2 separate regions of the Macaca mulatta genome follow, and region 1 is linked to region 2. Evidence: chromatin contacts called from public Hi-C data. All regions are on one chromosome and are shown on one strand. The core of a region is the stretch at or near the end of the contact, and the rest is flanking DNA. Distances in the headings are between cores, read along the strand shown. Region 1 holds the start of TMEM160 (transmembrane protein 160). Region 2 holds the start of AP2S1 (adaptor related protein complex 2 subunit sigma 1).

Evidence for each region. A called contact is a pair of places that touch in the nucleus more often than the background predicts.
Region 1: a Hi-C map of CD4 T cells shows a contact between it and region 2, with 6 times the contacts expected there. The contact joins the promoter of TMEM160 here to the promoter of AP2S1 in region 2. A contact is called at or near these places in 2 of 14 Hi-C or Micro-C datasets (CD4 T cells and liver).

Annotation. Positions count from the first base shown.
Region 1 is chr19:59,524,290-59,530,283 of T2T-MMU8v2.0, forward strand. TMEM160 (transmembrane protein 160) reads right to left here and starts at 4,257. Exons shown (of 3, transcript NM_001266299.2): 1 at 4,041-4,257; 2 at 1,938-2,030; 3 at 1,230-1,573. The coding sequence starts at 4,248. The coding sequence ends at 1,308. NPAS1 (neuronal PAS domain protein 1) reads left to right here. Exons shown (of 13, transcript XM_077980601.1): 13 at 505-1,074. The coding sequence ends at 965.
Region 2 is chr19:59,318,849-59,324,729 of T2T-MMU8v2.0, forward strand. It overlaps AP2S1 (adaptor related protein complex 2 subunit sigma 1), which reads right to left and starts at 1,845. Exons shown (of 5, transcript NM_001261143.2): 1 at 1,743-1,845. The coding sequence starts at 1,745.

The DNA of each region.
Region 1 (5,994 bases), core at 3,007-5,506, 210 kb after region 2:
GCCATTGGTACCCTCCCCAGAGTTGTGACACCCCAAAATATCTCCAGACATTGCCAGGTCTCTCCTGGGGACAGAACCACTCCCAGCTGGCCGGGCGCAGTGGCTCACGCCTGTAATCCCAGCACTTTGGGAGGCTCAGGCAGGCAGATCACCTGAGGTAGAGTCTGAGACCAGTCTGGCCAACATGGCGACACCCCATCTCTACTTAAAATAGAAAAATTAGCTAGGTGTGGTGGCGTGCCCTGTAATCCCAGCTACTCGGGAGGCTGAGGCAGGAGAATAGCTTGAACCCCAGAGGCGGAAGTTGCAGTGAGCCCAGATGGTGCTAGTGCACGCCAGCCTGGGGGACAGGGCAAGACTCCCTCTCAAAAAAAAAAAAAAAAAAAAAAGAACCACTCCCAGCTGAGAACTACAGGTCTGTCCCGTTGAGCACAGCTCCATTCCAAAGACAGGAAGACTGAGGGCTGGGGACACACACAGGCCCTGACCATCTTCCTCTTCCAGAGCTAGAGCCTCCGACTGAAGGGAAGCAGGCTGCCCCTGCGGAGAACGAGGTCCCCCAGACCCAGGGCAAACGCATCAAAGTGGAGCCCAGCCCGAGGGAAACCAAAGGCTCAGAGGACAGTGGCGATGAGGATCCCTCCGGCCACCCGGCCACCCCGCGGCCCGAGTTCACCTCTGTCATCCGGGCAGGGGTCCTGAAGCAGGATCCGGTGCGGCCATGGGGCCTGGCGCCTCCCGGGGACCCCCCGCCCGCCCTCCTGCACGCGGGCTTCCTGCCACCGGTAGTGCGAGGCCTGTGCACGCCCGGCACCATCCGCTACGGCCCCGCGGAGCTGGGCCTGGTGTACCCGCACCTGCAGAGGCTGGGTCCGGGCCCCGCGCTCCCGGAGGCCTTTTACCCGCCCCTGGGCCTGCCCTACCCGGGGCCCGCGGGCACCAGGCTGCCGCGGAAGGGGGACTGAGGACTGGCAGAGCCGCCGGCACTGGACCCTGCGACGACTGGGGGCCCCCCGGGACAGCGGGCCCGACTGTGCCCGTAGCCCTGACAATTAAACGCCAGCTCTCCCTGCAGTGGTTTGGGCTCCGGGCTGTGAGCTCCTTTGTCCATTTCGGTCTCCCCCCAGGTCCTCTCCTCCCTCTCCCACCACCCGCCCTCCCGCCTCTCCAGTTAGTCCGCTCCTCGCCGCCCTTCCCCAAGGAACACGAACCAGCACTCTGCATCTGGAGGAGGGGAGGTCAGGTTTTAATGTCCCAGTCCTCGGGCGCTGTCGTCCAGCGCCTGCCAGGCCCCACAGCCGTGTCGCTCACTCGGGTGGCGGCCGACCCGCCTCATCAGGGCCTTCTGTGGAGGCCGTCCCGTCGTCCTCGGGCACCAGCTCCACGTCCAGCTCCAGCTGCCCCATGTAGAGGCCCACTGCGCACGCCCAGAGCAGGCTGGCGGCAAGCACGGTGCCCACGCCCACGGCCGCGCCCCCCAGCGTCAGCTGCATGGGCCCTCGCAGCGCCGCCAGGCCCACCGCGTACGAGGCACTGCCCCACACCACGCACAGGCCGCCCAGCAGGAAGAAGCCTGCGGGAGAGGCAGGGTAGCGACAGGGCCAAGGTCGGGGGACGAAAAGGTATCGGGGGTGTGGGGAATGGTCTGGGAGCAAAGCCAGGGTTGAGGAGACAGGAACAGAGGCAGGGCCGTGCCAGGGGCTGGACTGCATCTTTGAGAATCAGATCGGAGGGGAGGGGACCATAGCCATGTCCTGGGCCACCCATTCAGATGGGCCCATGGGAGGGGTGTCTTCCTGGTGGGGGAAGAATGGGGGTTCTGTGCTTACTACTGGGAGTGGGATGGGATGGGAAAGTCTACCCTCACCAGGACAGGTGGTAGGGGCTCTGGATTCCCTGGTTCCCTGGTGGAGGTGAGAGTGGGGATCTGTACTCACCATATGCTGCTTCGCGACCCATGTCACTCTGCATGAAGGAGATGACTCCGATGCCCGATGCCAGGAGGCCATTTCGGAACCAGGAGAGAAAGGCTGGAGGGAGGGAGACATGGGGGGATTAACATCACCCCCAACCCTACCTCCTCAATCTCCCTTGCCCTGTAAAACTGAAGGGGCTCCCCCTTCAGCTCACTCCACCCCATGCAGCCACAAGGCAAGCCCACCCCAAATCCTCACCTCTTCCTGGAAGTCCCTCACCTAACCACATCCCCCCACATGCTCTCTGGCCTCCACCTCAGTGCCCCTCTCCCCCAAACTCTGTAACACTAAGGATTCAAGGGCTGGGTGCGGTGGCTCACGCCTGTAGTTCCAGCACTTTGGGAGGCCAAGGCAGGTAGATCACGAGGTCAGGAGTTTGAGACTAGCCTGGCCAACATAGTCAAACCCCGTCTCTACTAAAAATACTAAAATTAGCAGGGTGTGGTGGCACGTGCCTGTAGTCCCAGCTATTCGGGAAGCTGAGGGAGGAGAATCACTTGAATCCAGGAGGTGGAGTTTGTAGTGAGCCAAGATCTTGCCACAGCACTCCAGCCTGGGTGACAGAGCGAGACTCCGTCTCAAAAAAATAAATAAAGGATTCAAGATAGTCCCTGCAGAATGTGGAGGACAATCCAGGGGCAAAATTGCAGAACCTCCAATCTGAAGAGCCATCCTGACCAACCCCCTCCCTCTATGTATATCCCCACGGCCTGCCTACTTACTTCTTTCTCAGAACTCTGGGGCAAACTTTCCTAACCCAGGCCGCACTTCAGCCTCGCCCTTCCTTTCCTTCAAATGCCGCCATCTCCTACCGAGTATGGCCTGCGCCAATCCCATCCACGTCCGTCCCCATTCAAGTCCCTTACAAACAGCCCACCACACCCTATATCTAGATACCCAGTACTGGCCCAGTGAGGTGGCTCACGCCTGTAATCCCAGCACTTTGGGAAGCCAAGGCAAGATTGTATGAGCCCAAGAGTTCAGACCAGCCTGGGCAACAAAGCGAGACCCCGTCTCTGCATAAATTAAAATAGTTGGGCACGGTGGTGTATGCCTGTAGCGCCAGCTAAGCAGGAGGCTGAGGCAAGAGGATGACTTGAGTCCAGGAGTTGAAGGCTGCAGTGGGCTAAAATTGTGCCACTGCACTCAAGCCTGGGTGACAGAGCAAAACATTGTCATTAAAAAAATAAAATTGGCCGGGCGCGGTGGCTCAAGCCTGTAATCCCAGCACTTTGGGAGGCCGAGACGGGCGGATCACGAGGTTAGGAGATCGAGACCATCCTGGCTAACACGGTGAAACCCCGTCTCTACTAAAAAATACAAAAAACTAGCCGGGCGAGGTGGCGGGCGCCTGTAGTCACAGCTACTTGAGAGGCTGAGGCAGGAGAATGGCGTAAACCCGGGAGGCGGAGCTTGCAGTGAGCTGAGATCCGGCCACTGCACTCCAGCCCCGATGACAGAGCGAGACTCCGTCTCAAAAAAATAAATTAATTAAATTAAATTAAATTAAATTAAATTAAAAAAAAAAATAGATGGCCACTCCGCTACATTCTGGACCTCGCCTCCGTCACAAGCCCCGCCCCCTGCAGCCTAGATCACCTCCCCCTCCAATCAGCAGAGAGCTTTTTCCCTATTGGTTGTCCCCTCCTCCAATCCTGAACTTCCCCCTCGTCTGCGGGGATCCACACTCCCGCTCTCTGCACAGTGGTGGCCTCTGTAATCGGGACGGACCCCTCTAGTACCCAACTCCACAGACTCTAAGCTTTCCCTGGAAGCCCCTCTTCACACGACAGGCGCGATTCTACGAGGCTGCCTCGCGCAACCCTACCACCCCCTCCAATCCCTACGGCGCCCCGTTACGCGGGGTCCTCGTCCTCCCCGAAAGCCCATCCTCTCTGCGGGCACCTGCGCTCTTGCACTCTGCGCTTCCGTGCGCTCACACTGAAGCCCTTCTCGGAGCCGAGCCCGGGCCCCGTTTCCTGCAGAAGCCTCCGCCCCATCGAGGTTCCACGCGCGCCCGGGACCCCCGTCCCATCCACGCCGCCCCCACCTCCAGCCACCGACCTGTCTCGTGCGCCTTTCGGAGGAGCCAGGCGTCCGCACGGTCCAGCTCGGACACTGGGGGCGGCGAAGCCCCGGCGCGGGGACCGTGGCCGGGGGCGAAGGACCCCCGGGCGCCCCCGCTCCGGGGCCGCTGAGGCGGCAGTAGCGACCTCCGGAAGCGGAGACGGGCGAGGCGAGCGGCCCGAGCCCACCACCAGCCGCCTCCCATGGTTCGCACTACGGGCGCCGCGCGCCGTACCGCCCCACGGGCCTCCTGTAGGTTGCAACCCATGTCACTCAGGCTGAATGGCTTACCCATTGGCTATGCGCTCGCCACTCAGTTTCGGCGTGAACTGTCCATTGGTCGGAATGGTAGTGATTCCCTCCTCTGTCATCTAGGCCGGTAGTGCGCGTCCCTCCTTGATTTTGTCACTGGACTACGAATCCCAGCGATCATTGCGTTCGGGGAAAGACGATCTACAGAAGTCGTAGGCGAGATGTCTGCTGGAACTTGTAGTTTTTATTCTATTTTTTTTTTTTTAACGGAGTACACGCTGAACACCTATTGTAGTTCTTTTCTTTTCCTTTCTCTCTCTCTATTTCTTTCCTTCCTTCCTTCTTTCTTTCTCTTTCCTTCCTTCTCTTTCTTCTTTCTCTCCTTCCTTCCCTCCTTCCTTCCTTCCTTCCTTCCTTCTCTTTCTTCTTTCTTTTTCTCCTTCCTTCCCTCCTTCCTTCCTTCCTTTCCTCCCTCTTCTTTTCTCTTTTCTTTTCTTCTTTTTTTTTCTTCGGAGACTGAGTCTTGCTCTGTCGCCCAGGCTGCAGTGCAGTGGCGTGATCTCGGCTCACTGCAACCTCCGCCTCTCGGGTTCAAGCAATTCTCCGGCCTCAGCCTCCCGCATAGCTGGGATTAGAGGCACCTGCCATCACGCCCGGCTAATTTTTGTATTTTTAGTAAAGACGGGGTTTCACCATGTTGGTCAGGCTGGTCTCAAACTCCTGACCTCATGATCTGACCGCTTCAGCCTCCCAAAGCACTGGGGTTACAGGCGTGAGCCACCGCACCCGGCCTGTAGTTTGTATTAATTACGTCAATTCCAATGGCCAGAAAACAAAACAAAACGTGGGGCACTTAATGGAGAATCTTTGCAAAATCTTGAAGATCTCAGAAAGGAGAGTAAACCTCAACAGTAATTCCACCAATGAGTGATTACTACTACCATCTTGTATTCCTGTCCAGTGTTTTTTCTATGCAGATATAAAATAAGATGCCACCTGACCATTAATTTTTCTTCACATAACAATATATTGTGATCATTAACCCAAAGCATTGATTTTTTATGGCTTTTTTTTTTTTTTTAATTCTAAGTATCAGGCCAGGCCAGGCGCAGTGGCTCACGCCTGTAATCTCAACACATTTTGGGAGGCTGAGGCAGGCAGATCATTTGAGGTCAGGAGTTTGAGACCAGCCTGGTGAAACCCTGTCTCTACTACAAATACAAAAATTATGGCCTGGCATAGTGGCTCACGCCTAAAGTGAGGCCAAGGTGGGTGGGTCACCTGAGGTCAGGAATTCGAGACCAGCCTGGCCAACATGGTGAAACCCCATCTCTACTAAAGATACAAAAAATTAGCCGGGCATGGTGGCGTGTACCTGTAATCCCAGCTACTCGGGAGGCTGAGGCAGGAGAATCACTTGAACCCGGTTGCAGTGAGCCAAGATCACGCCATTGCACCCCAGCCTCGGCGACAGGGCGAGACTCCATCTCAAAAAATTATTATTATTATTATTATTATCATTGCTAAAAAGTTAAATAAATATCAGGCCAGGCATGGTAGCTCACACCTATTATCCTAGCTGTTTGAGAAGTTGAGGCAGGTGGATCGCTGGAGCTCAGAAGTTCGAGACCAGCATGGGCAACATGGTGAAACCCCATCTCTGTAAAAAATACCAAAGAAAGGCCGGGCGCGGTGGCTC
Region 2 (5,881 bases), core at 595-3,094:
GCCAGTGGCACAGTCTCGGCTTACTGCAGCCTCTGCCTCCCGGGTTCAAGCGATCCTCCTGCCTCAGGCTCCCAAGTAGCTGGGATTACAGGCGTCCACCACCACGCCTGGCTAATTTTTGTATTTTTAGTAGAGAGGGGGGTCTTACCATGTTGACCAGGCTGGTCTCGAACTCCTGACCTCATGTGACCAGCCTGCCTCAGCCTCCCAAAGTGCTGAGATTACAGGCATGAGTCACCACCCCAGCCTGAGAGTCTTCTCTTAGGAAAGAGTCCACTCTCTTTCCTAAGCCTCATTCTCCACACACTCTATCCTCCCTCCCCCAACCAACCAAACTGGACTGCAACAGGATGTTACACTCTCCTTCCAAGAACTCCTTCTGCTGAGCCAGGGAAAACCACTTCCTAGCAGGGGAGGGGTCCCGGGCAGGAAGGGACATTGGGGGACCTACACCAGGCAGCCACAGCCTGGGAGCCAAGCCCGAGACATATGCACAGAGTTAGGAGAACTAGAAGCAAACCCACAGAGTTGACAAAACGCTCTGCCTCTTGCTCCCAAATTCCCTCGTATACCTCTCCCTGTTTTCTTCCCAATCGGAATCTCAAGTCCCCTCCGTCCTGAATCCCTGCATCCTCACGCCTCTACCGTCCCCCCTAGATGCCCCCCAACCTTCCCTGTCTCCAATCCCCCTCATCTGGAGTTGTTCCCTTTTGACCTCCACTTTCTCGGTCTTAGTTCCCCTCCTTGGGGCCTCAATGGGCTTTTTATTGGTGACATCCCTTGTTCCACTCCCAGGTTTCCTCCCTTCTTCAAAAGGTCACATTTTGCCTCCAAGGACCCTGTTCCTGGAGGAGACTCCGCCCCGACTCTGACACCCTTTCCCATTCGTTTTCTTTCCCAACTTCCAGCCCGAGGAACCCTTTCCTAGATCCAAAGCCCCAACCTGGGGGATAGGGGCACTCCTAAATCCAATGTTCAGTCTTTGCCCCAACAAAGATTCCTCCCCAGATCTCACACTTTCAAGCCTACTCCCCACCCCACAAGATCTCTCTTTTTGGAAAGACCTATTCAATTGCTATTCAATTGCTCCCCATTCATTCCGAGTGTCTATCTTATCTCCAGGCCCTCTCTCCTTTTACAGAGCTCTCCCAGACGCTTAAGTCTCATTCCCTACAGTTGCCTCCTTTTGGTTTCCTGTGCCAGGTCTCTTCTCCTTGAGATGATCCCTCTCTCATAGGCAGTCTCCTGCCCCTGTTTCAACATCCCCTCTCCACCTGCAATCAGATCCTTGTCTCTAGAGACTCCTCCCACCAAGAAAACCTCCCTCCCCTTTTCCAAGGTCTCGCGTTCTTGTCCCAGCGCTCCCGCCACACTTCCAGAGCGCCTTCCTCTTTGGGACGCCCCCTCCCCACCTCCAATGCCTTCTCGCTACCCCCAAGACTGTGTCTCACGAGTTTCCTCCCGTTTCAAAGCTTCCAACTATCTACAATGTCTCCCACCTGCACGGCCCTTTCCCCTTGGAACACCACCCCAATGCCTGTCGCCGCGAGACCCCTGGTAACCCCCGCGCTTAGAATCACCGCCCTGTGCCCTCCTTCCCGGCCCTGGCCCCAATCCCCGGAGCCCGCGCCCGACCCAGACCATCCGCAGCAGAGAAGGGGCTTGTCAGCGCCCAATCGAGCCTCGGCTATTTACGCGTGGACCCCCCTCCGCCAGTCCCAGGCGTAGCGCGCCCCCGTTACCATGGCGACCCCCGTCCGGACCCCAGCGGCCCCGGTCCCGCGGCGACTGGGCAGCTCCGGCTCAGGGTGCAGTTGTAGGGCCCAGAGCTAGAGCGGACTTCCGGTAGAAAAACCCGCCTTCCCTCTCGCGCACAGACCCCTGGGAGTTGTAGTTTCACCAATGGGGCCAGCCTGGGTGAAGATGGGTGAAGAGTCACAGCCAGTCCTTTTCCTACTAAACGAGTCAGATCCCAAGTGCATGCTGGGATTTGTGGACAAACATCTTTACAGAGGACTACAGTTCCCAAGATGATGAAGAACCAGCGGTGCAGGCGTTGCATTCGGGGAAATGTAGTTCTCTTAGGCACCCCCCCCCCCCCAACCCCAGAGAGAAGGGCATGCTGGGAATAGTAGTTTTAAATTTTGAAAAACTGTCCTGGGGAGCTAGAAAATGTCTTTCCATTCCTCATTCAGTGATTTCTTCAATTTTTTTTTTTAAATAGAGACGGGTCTAGATATATTGCCTAGGTTGATCTCGAACTCAGTTCAAGCGACCCTCAGCCTCCCAAATCACCAAGATTACAGGCATGAGCCACCACCACACCAAGCCAGTGCTTTGCTTAAAACATGTTGCATGTGTCTCTCGGGAGACAACAGTTTAAGAGCATGCATTTGAACCGGCCGGGCGTGGTGGCTCACCCCTGTAATCCCAGCAGTTTGGGAGTCCGAGGCGGGCGGATCACTTGGTCGGGAGTTCGAGAGACCAACCTGACCAGCATGGTGAAACCCCCATCTCTATTAAAAATACAAAAAATTAGCCGGGCATGGTGGTGCGCACCTACAATCCCAGCTACTCAGGAGGCTGAGGCAGGAGAATCACTTGAACCCAGGAGGCAGAGGTTGCAGTGAGCCCAGATCTCACCACTGCACCCCAGCTTGGGCAATAAAGACTCCAAAAAAAAAAAAATCTCTAGGTTGGCCAGGGTGTGGTGGCTCATGCCTGTAATCTCAGCACTTTGAGAGGCTAAGGTGGGTGGATCACCTGAGGTCAGGAGTTCGAGACCAGCGTGGCCAAAATGGTGAAACCCTGTTTCCACTAAAAATACAAAAATTAGCTGGGTGTGATGGAAGGTGCCTGTAATCCCAGCTACTCAGGAAACTGAGGCAGGAGAATTGCTTGAACCCGGGAGGCAAAGGTTTCAGTGAGCCGAGATCATACCATTACACTCTAGCTGGAGTGACAAGAGCAAAACTCTGTCAAAAAAAAAAAAAAAAAGCAAAAACTCCAGGTCCGCAGTTAGTTTAGTTTTTTTGATGTGTTTTGCTTTTGTCTTTGTTTTTTTCCTGAAAGAGGGTCTCCCTTGGTCACCCAGGCTGTAGTACAGTGGCATGATCTCAGCTCACTGCAGCCTCAACCTGCTGGGCCCAAGCGATCCCCTGGCTTCAGCCTCCCGAGTTGCTGAGACTACATACACATGCCGTCACACCTGGCTATTTTTGGGTACTTTTTGTAGAGACAGGGTCTTGCTATGTTGCCTAGGCTGCTCTTGAACTCCTGAGTTCAAGCGATCCTTCCTCTTCCACCTCTCAAAGTATTGAGATTACAGGCATGAGTCACCATGCCCAACCTAGTTTGGTTTTTTTAAATGGCCTTTATTACATTTTAAAAATTATTTCATTTGCCCTATGAGTATGTAGTGTATGTTTGTCTAGATCTCTCATTAGGTAGTGAGTTGTTGAGGGCAGGGACCCTGTCTGATAACTGTATCTTCATTACCTAGAACATGATGACAGATGGTAAGCAGTCAATAAAGTTATTACTATTAGTACTGAGGGGAGATTGGCCCTAATAAGAACAAAGCAGGCCAGGCGTGGTGGCTCACTCCAGTAATCCCAGCACTTTGGGAGGCCAAGACGGGCAGATAACCTGAGGTCAGGAGTTTGAGACCAGCCTGTCCAACATGGCGAAACAGCATCTCTACTAAAAATACAAAAATTGGCCAGGCTTGGTAGCACATGCCTGTAGTACCAGCTACTCGGGAGGCTGAGGCAAGAGAAGTGCTTGAACCCTGGAGGTGGAGGTTGTGGTGAGCCGAGATTTTGCCACTGCACTCCAGCCTGGGGGACAGAGAGAGACTCTGTTTAAAAAAAAAAAAAAAGGCCGGGCGCGGTGGCTCAAGCCTGTAATCCCAGCACTTTGGGAGGCCGAGACAGGTGGATCATGAGGTCAGGAGATCGAGACCATCCTGGCTAACACAGTGAAACCCCGTCTCTACTAAAAAATACAAAAAAAAAACTAGCCGGGTGAGGTGGCGGGCGCCTGTAGTCCCAGCTACTCGGGAGGCTGAGGCAGGAGAATAGCGTGGACCCGGGAGGCGGAGCTTGCAGTGAGCTGAGATCCGGCCACTGCACTCCAGCCTGGGAGACAGAGCGAGACTCCGTCTCAAAAAAAAAAAAAATAAAAAATAAAATAAAATAAAAAATTTAAAAAAATTAATTAAATAAATAAAACAGAGTGTATTATGGAATTATGTAAATTTAAGGGATAGTACTGGCAGAATTACCAACACATTGTTGTTGAATATTACAGGGGCAAAAAGAGGCCAGAGATCATTTCTGTCTTATGTACTTTTTGTCTCCAACAGGGTTGATACTAGGATGACATAAGCAAAGTGTCCAGCTTGCAAAATTTTAAAAGGACCTCACTCTTACATGCCAATTCCTCTCTTACACAGGACTGAGAACATGTGCCTCATTAAATTTTGTGCCCTTGCCTCCCCTTAGTCCCAGTCCTGATCTCCAGTGCTCAACTTCATACTTGGCACAAGTCTGGTGTTCAATAAACATTTGTTGAATGAATGAATGCATTTGCAGCAAGAAAACAGACACAGCCCCCACCCTCACAGCATTCACAGTATAACAGGAAAAATGGACTTAAATGACATAACACAAATAAATTTTAAGGCCAGGCGCAGTGGTCATCCCTGTAATCCCAGCACTTTGGGAGGCTGAGGTGGGTGGATCACCTGAGGTTGGGAGTTCAAGAGCAGTCTGGCCAACATGGTGAAACCCCATCTCTACTAAAAGTACAAAAATTAGCTGGGCATAGTAGCTTGTGACTGTACTCCCAGCTACTTGGGAGGCTGAGGCACGAGAATCACTTGAACCCGGGAGGTAGAAGTTGTTGTGAGCTGAGAGTGTGCCACTTCACTCCAGCCTGGGCAACAGAGTGAAATTCTATCTCAAAAGAAAATAAAAAAAGGCCGGGCACGGTGGCTCATGCCTGTAATCCCAGCACTTTGGGAGGCCAAGGTAGTCAAATCACCAAAGGTCAGGAGTTTAAGACCAGCCTGGCCAACATGATGAAACCCTGTCTCTACTAAAAATACTTTTTAAAAAATTAGCTGGGTATGGTGGCAGGTGCCTGTAATTCCAGCTACTCGGGAGACTGAGGCAGGAGAATCACTTGAACCCAGGAGGCGGAGGTTGCAGTGACCCGAGATCATGCCATCGCTCTCCAGCCGGGGGCGACAAGAGCAAGACTTTGTCTCCAAAAAATTTAAAAAATAAATAAATAAATAAAAGAAGGCCAGGGGCGGTGGCTCACACCCATAATCCCAGCACTTTGAAAGGCAGAGATGGGTGGATCACCTGAGGTGAGGAGTTCGAGACCAGCTTGATCAATATGGTAAAACTCCATCTCTACTAAAAATACAAAAATTAGCCAGGCATAGTGGTGTGCAACTGTAGTCCCAGCTACTAGGAAGGCTGAACAGGAGAACTGCTTGAACCCAGGAGGCAGAGGTTGCAGTGACCACACCATGGCACTCCAGCCTGGGCTATGGAGCGAGACTCCATCTAAAAAAAAAAAAAAAAAAAAAAAAGATATTAGCCAGTGCTACAGTCACGAGAACACTATCTTTTTTTTCTTTTTTTCTGTTCTGAGACAGGGTCTTGCACTATAAGCCATACTGGCATGCAGTGGTGCAATCACAGCTCACTGCAGCTTCAACCTCCAGGGCTCAAACAATCCTCCCACCTCAGCCTTCTGAGTAGTGGGAACTACAGGCACGCACCACCATGCCCAGCTAATTTTTAAATTTTTTGGAAAGAAGAAGTCTTGCTACATTTTCCAGGCTGGCATGTAAACGCTTGACTGG